Regions from separate parts of the Anas platyrhynchos genome. Here region 2 is linked to region 1. The links are chromatin contacts, called in public Hi-C maps. All regions are on one chromosome and are shown on one strand. The core of a region is the stretch at or near the end of the contact, and the rest is flanking DNA. Distances in the headings are between cores, read along the strand shown.

What was found. A called contact is a pair of places that touch in the nucleus more often than the background predicts.
Region 2: a contact with region 1 is called in a Hi-C map of F1 follicle, with 2.2 times the contacts expected there. The contact joins the promoter of LOC101805210 here to the enhancer-like site in region 1. A contact is called at or near these places in 4 of 8 Hi-C or Micro-C datasets (F1 follicle, liver, skeletal muscle and 1 more).

The regions. Positions count from the first base shown.
Region 1 is chr24:6,726,086-6,729,450 of IASCAAS_PekinDuck_T2T, forward strand. All of the region lies in intron 1 of LOC101805210 (avidin), which reads right to left. Among named protein-coding and RNA genes, the nearest start is that of CTPS1, 25 kb to the left of the region's middle. Within about 2 kb of position 1,821, at least 3 of the 8 cell types and tissues checked have an H3K27ac peak or open chromatin away from gene starts, as enhancers often do. A contact at or near this core is called in F1 follicle, where this site is marked.
Region 2 is chr24:6,773,714-6,777,078 of IASCAAS_PekinDuck_T2T, forward strand. LOC101805210 (avidin) reads right to left here and starts at 1,720. Exons shown (of 5, transcript XM_027444048.3): 1 at 1,672-1,720. The coding sequence starts at 1,705. LOC119713683 (a long non-coding RNA gene) reads left to right here. Exons shown (of 3, transcript XR_005260888.2): 2 at 2,112-2,501; 3 at 2,782-3,365.

The DNA.
Region 1 (3,365 bases), core at 571-3,070:
CTGCCCACTTTTCCAAAGATTATAAATCCTCTTTTTTCTCCTAAGATCAAGCCACAGTTCTCTGTTGAGCCAGGCTGGTCTTCTTCCCCGCTGGCTCGTCTTTGGGCACATGGGGACAGACCGCTCCTGCGCCATTAAGATTTCCCTCTTGAAGAGCGCCCAGCCTTCCTGGACCCCTCTGCCCTTCAGAACTGCCTCCCAAGGGACTCCAACTAGTGTCCTGAGCAGCCCAAAATCAGCCCTCCGAAAGTCCAATACAGCGGTTTTACTGGTCCCCTTCCTGGCTTCGCCAAGAATAGTGAACTCCACCATTTCGTGGTCACTCTGCCCAAGACAGCTCCCAACAATCACATCCTCCACCAGTCCTTCTCTGTTTGTGAAGAGAAGGTCTAGCGGGGCACCACCCCTGGTAGGTTCACTAACCAGCTGTGTCAGGAAGCTATCTTCCACGCTCTCCAGAAACTTCCTAGACTGCTTCCTCTGGGCTGTGTTGTGCTTCCAGGATATGTCAGGGAAGTTGAAGTCCCCCACGAGTACAAGCGCTGAAGATTTCGCAACTTCTGTCAGCTGCCTGTAGAACTCCTCATCCGTCTCCTCATCCTGGTTCGGGGGTCTATAGAAGACCCCGACCAGGACACTAGCCTTGTTGTCCCTGCCGATCCTAACCCAAAGGGACTCGACCTTGTCATTCCTAGCCTCGAGTTCTACAACATCGAAAGACTCTCTAATATAGAGAGCCACACCGCCACCCCTTCTGTGCTGCCTGTCCCTTCTGAAGAGCTTATAGCCAGGCATTGCAGCACTCCAGTCATGAGACTGGTCCCACCAGGTTTCTGTGATGGCAACCAAGTCATAGCCTGCCCGCTGCACGATGGCTTCCAGCTCCTCCTGTTTGTTACCCATGCTGCGTGCATTGCTGTAGATGCACTTCAGCTGGGCCATTACCTCATCCTCCTGCCTTGCCATTGTTCCCCCTGGTACAGCCCCAACAATCCTTGCTTCAGCCCCATCCCCCTTCTTACCTAGTTTAAAGCCCTCTCAATGAGACCTGCCAGCTCCTGGACAACAACACACGTAGGAAACAACACACGTAGGGCTAATTTAAAGCTCTGGTGGCATATTTCATTATTTTTGTACCCATCTTTAAACTGGTACTGACAGTATTTGCATTGTAATGATTAAATTTCCTGTCTCACTATCTGCCTGGTAGCAAAGGCGATTTTTGGATAACTGGAGAACACTGAGAGTTCCCATTCCTCTGGGAGCAGTCTCACCTCAGTGCAGGATTCAGCTCTATCCAAGGAGCTGCTTTTTCCCAACAGTGTAGGGAAAGGTTTAGAGCAGCAAACAGGTGTCAATGTATAAGAAATACTTTTCAGGGTATCAGTCAAGCAGTACTGAGAGAAAGTTGGGTTCTCCCAAAATTTTGTGGCCTGCCTCTTTGAAGATGGTGCTCTAGGGATGAAGACACTCAAACTTCAGCTGAAAGCCAAGTAAGATTTCTGGCAGAGACTTTGCTGAAAGTCATATAAGATTTCTGGCAGAATTAAGGGGTGAGATCAGATGTCCATGTTTCAGTCCACAACATAAATCTGACAGGATCACTCTCTTGTGCAGAGAACAGATGACACAGATTCTCACTGAAGCGTCACTTTCCCTCAGGTTCCTTTGACTTGGAAAAAAAAAGTAGCATCCTTCTTCCATTTTAGGAGCAGAGCATATGTGACTGTCAGCAGGAGAGAATATACTACTAACACAGCAATGTGTGCGAAATGGGGACCTGACCTTGGCTGGAGGACAGCTGAGCACAGCTCAGCACATGCAGAAGGAGTTCTGCTGATAAAGTGCAAAAGAAATGAAGGAACTGGCATGAGAGGACACCAGCATGATCAGAGGGTGTGAGGATTCAAATGACAGAAGAGTTTTCAGGCCCGCATGGCTGGCTGAGAAAGACCAGATCACACAGTAATGCTTTTGTAAATCTTTTCCAAGCAAGCCAGGCAGGAAGAGAAAAGAGGTAAAGAGGAAGGAAAGAGGAAGGAGAAAGGAAAGAGGAAAGTAAGACTCCAGAAAGAATGAAGGAAATTCATGTTGGCGCTGAACTCCGAGACAGAAAGACTGCTCTTGGGAGATTCTTGAACGGACTGTTACAGGAATAAAACTGAGCTTGCAAGGAAAGCTCACAGAAGCAGCTGAGCCTGGGCTCTGCCCAGATCAACTGTAGGTTGGAGATACATCCTGCAAACAGCTGAGGTGGGAGATCCATGGGGTCAGTGTCAGCTTGGGCTTTTGTGGTCAGTGCCCAAAGTCAAAGAACTCTAACAAGAGGCTTTGCCTCTACCATCATTTCTGGCTGCGTGCTGGTAACAGGAATACATGTAGGATGTGATATGAACTGCTGTGGTTGTTTAGGATCTGGATGGGGTTTGAGCTACCAGATCTAACACCTTCTCATCAATATCCTGAGTATCTGCAAAACATCTGGCTATGTTGGGTAGCAGGTATATTAGAACAGAAATTAGAACAGAGCAGAAGACCCCATGAAGAGCTTGGCACTATCAGGGTGGCATTTCTTTATCCCATGTGAAGGATGATAGCTGCTCCACAATGTAGTCATTTCAAAGACACGCCAGTCTGAAATGTCTTCCATTCTCTTACCCTGATTTTTATGAACACAAACATTTTGAGCCTAACTCTGCAAGTGGTCTCCTCTTCTTCCTCTACCCTTTAGTTCCTAATTTAGAAGAGGCAAGAAGCTGAGGAATTTCAATTCCTTTCTGAATGCATATACATGTATGCTACCTTCATTGGTTGGTAATTAGTGTATCATGTAAGGAGTGTGAAATCTCTCAAAGTGGACTGCATGGAAAAGGACACATCATTCCTTGTTCGTATAGTCTTAAAGGGAGCAAAATCCTGCTGTAAGTGCTCTATGAGGTTTTACATGATTGGGTTATTCATCTGTATGAAAAGTGTGAGAAATAGAGTGACTTCCAGTTAATTCAGTTCTCAGATAATTTGAACTTCTATTTAATTCAGTCAAAACTCCAGAAATACAACTCTCTGCTTCCTTGAAATAAAATCATTTACACTCTATTCCTACTAGCTGATGTAGCTGTAAGTGGGTTTTTCATTTAGAGGCCACTTCACAGCTAATTTTTATACTGTTTTTGCTTAACTGTCAATGAAGAAATATTCACATACTTAAGCTTCTAATTTCTGCCTAAATTTATAACATTTCCCTGCACAAAATGAGTCATTAGAGAAGAAACCCTCAAGTTCAGTCAAAGGATTTTAGTGTGCTTTCCTGCTGAGCTGCAGTCACACTAATACTTCCAGCTCATTTTGTTAAACATTCCTGCAAA
Region 2 (3,365 bases), core at 470-2,969, 48 kb after region 1:
TGAGAATATACAGGGAGAAAAAAAAAAAAAAAAAAAAAAAAAAAAAAGGAAAAAGAAAACAACTTGCAAAGTAGTGAGGAGCAATGCCACAGCGCAACCAGTCAGCAAAGAACCTTGTGGACTGCATTGTACATTAATGATAATTATGAATTAGTACATTGCTTTCTGAAGATTAATTAATTGATAAATAGAATAAGGACTGGTAGCCCTAATCTGTGGCAGGGTGCCATCACATAAACTTTTCTATAAACAACAAAAACAAAGATGTTGCACAAAGGAACTCAGCCAGTGCAGGAGACAGCAGAAAGGAGACCTTGCAGATCAGACCATGGGTTAAGGAAGTTGTCTGGAAATGTCACTGCAGGAGCATGGCACAGTGGTGCTGCAGTTTGTTAGATCAGAGGTTGGACTCAATGATCTTGAGGTCTCTTCCAACCTAGACAGTTCTGTGATTCTGTGATTCTGTTTTTATGCCATCTGTCTTGCTCTGATGACTAGAGCCCAGAGTGGACTGTATGTTACATTTGCTTCCAGAGCTGTTATTCAGATGGAGGAGCTGAAAGAACATGAAAGCCGGGGAAGTAATTGCTTGCTGTAATACCACAGAAGCAACAAAAGGCAAAATCTGTGCATTGGAAAAGCCAGGAACAGAGTACAATGGGAAATAATGCAGTGTGGGTGCTAAATTCCTGTAGGCACTGGGAAAAGGTCATGTTTTAAAGACTCAAAGTCAGGGTTGCAGATGTAGATACCCCTGCAATCTCTGCTGTCTCTTGGGGATTGGGTCATTCTGCCTGGCTCTTTATGGCTTGTCTGGATCTGGCGTAAGTGCCCCATGCGCTGAGCATCCACCATGTCATTTAAGAGATGGTATCTTCACATTGCAGTAGACCAGGTTGCCAAGAGTGCTGCTTTGATTCAAGTTATTTACACTAAAATTTCCTTTTCTATATTCTGTCCTCTCTCCTCTGTTTTCATATTCAGACATGAATATCTTACAAACCAATTGCCCAGAGTTATGTTTGTGGGGCAGAACGGACAGAACAGAAACCACAGAGACAAATGAGCTCCACGACTTTGTTGGCAGAAACAAAGCTTTCTTGTTGGTTTGGGGGCATCAGGTATAGCTTCACATACAGAGTTCTTAGATGTGTTCTAAGCAAGGACCAAGAAACATTCATTAAGAATAATATTATAGCTTCCTTTTAAAGCAGCATTTATGGAAGCATGAGTCAAAATACTGTTTATGAGACAAAATACAGTTTATGAGTCAAAATACAGTTTCTGCAGGGATCCCCACAAAGTCATTTGAATCATACACTAGTCTGGGACCAGGGCAATCATTCTCACAACTTGGTCAGCGAAGAGAGGTTAGGTAGGGAGAAGTTATGTTACAAAAACTTCATCTGGAGGTGGAATGACATGATCTCACATTCTTAGCATCAGCCAGCTCAGTGCGTCAGCATTGGCAATCAGTTATCCCAGCTTGTAAACAAGCTTGTAATCACAGCACTCCATGGCAGCATTCATTGGAACACACCTGGAAAGGTATGCTTGTTTTTAAAGAGAAATCCAAGAAGCAGCTTTTAGCCTGGCAGATTTTGATTGCACTTCCACAGATGTAATTATTGAATGCATTGATTTCATTAACCATAATGAGCACTTCCTTACCCATTTGTCCATAGCTTTCTTCAGTGGATGGCATAGTGCTTGCATAGTAGCAGGTCCCTCAGTCCCACCTGGCAGTGCATGACTCAGGATGGCTCCAGCACCACAATGCGATGCAAACATGTAGCCCTCCATTATTTCTTTTCACCCAGATGAATGAACCCTGAATCAGATGTCAATAACTATTTGACATTCTTGGAGATCTCTGCATGCTGGTGAGTTTATCTCCATACAATTTCCCTGTTGAGAAAGCAACAAAGGGCTTCAGCAACTGCTGCTCTGTGCAATAGGAAGCTGTGGTAGAGATTGAGCAATCTAAGGAATGCTTGAAACGCCTACTTGAGTATTGGCTCTGGAGCCCTGTGTTTTGCCTTTTCTATGCATCCTGTTGGTTAGATGTTTCAGTTCTTCATTTCATGTCACTTGGCCTCACTTTTTGGCAGGATCCTTCCCTCCTTGCCAGAAGCCCAGTGCTGTGTTTGTGGAGCAGAGTGCACAGGATGGAAGCAGATGAACAGGAATACACATGAATACATCACCAACTCTTACTGACCATTACATGAAGTTGTCTGGACCAACGGAACAACATCCTGTGTGTGACACAGCATCTTGAGTCAGCATTTGCATCATTCAACCCTTTATCTGCATAGGTCACTTTTCATTTCTGCTGAGCCCAAGGAACTGTGGCCATGGTTGTCCCATCATCATACTTCACTCATGAGCAGCTCACCCAGAGCTCTGGCTCTGCAAACACTGACAGTAACCAGGCAGTAATAAGTCTCACTGTTTGGGACCACAAACATGATCTCTGTGGAAATCACCATTTCAGATAGGTAAGCAGCTCCCTCTTTTAGCCCGTTGTGGGGAGCTAACTCTCCAGCAGGGCAGTGTGTGTGGTGCTGGGTACTGCAAGTCTCTCTGCCCAGGAGCTCCTAAATGCAGAGAGTTTACCTGCAGGTGGAATTCGGGGGGAAGGGGAGAAGGGCAGTGGTTTGCAGTGATTCATGTCATTGCTACCTTGCCCATTGTGCCAGCCCTGTGGTAGTTACATCGACACACCTTTCATCGGGAAATGAACAAATGATGATACAATCTTGTGATGTCTCCCCACAGCTACATTTTGAAATCCCCATGTCATAGCCTAACCTGAAACTTCATCAGTCTTCGTGTGTATTCCTGCTGTTCCAAACCATGGTCTCTGTGTCTGGAGATCCTCCATTCAAACCATCTCTTTCCAGCATAGCGTACATGTACGGGCACAATGAGGCCTGCTCTGTTTGGTACCAGGTCTGTCATAAGCCTGCCTTTGGTGCTGTGAAAAGGAGACTTGTGTCTACTGGAGATGCAGGAGGGGGAAGTGTCTGGTGCTATTCCTCCACCTGGGAGTTTTGTGGACTCACAGTGTGCTGGGACCTGAGCTGTTACTGTAAGTCCTGTACATCCTTTCTCATGTGCTGCTTTTCCAGGTGAACACATTTGACTGCCCAAAACCAACCCATGACCACAGCTGACAGCAATGGTGACTGAAACACTATCCATAGAGGGTGCCCACTCCACAAGATGAGAATGTCTCCTAGCTCCTAGTCTGGATGAGACAGAGCAGCTTTCTGCCCCTATGAACTAACGGAGCTAGGGCTGTGGCTGCATTCCTGATTTGACCAGCCCTGATGAGACCCAGCCTGCATCTCCCCACGTGC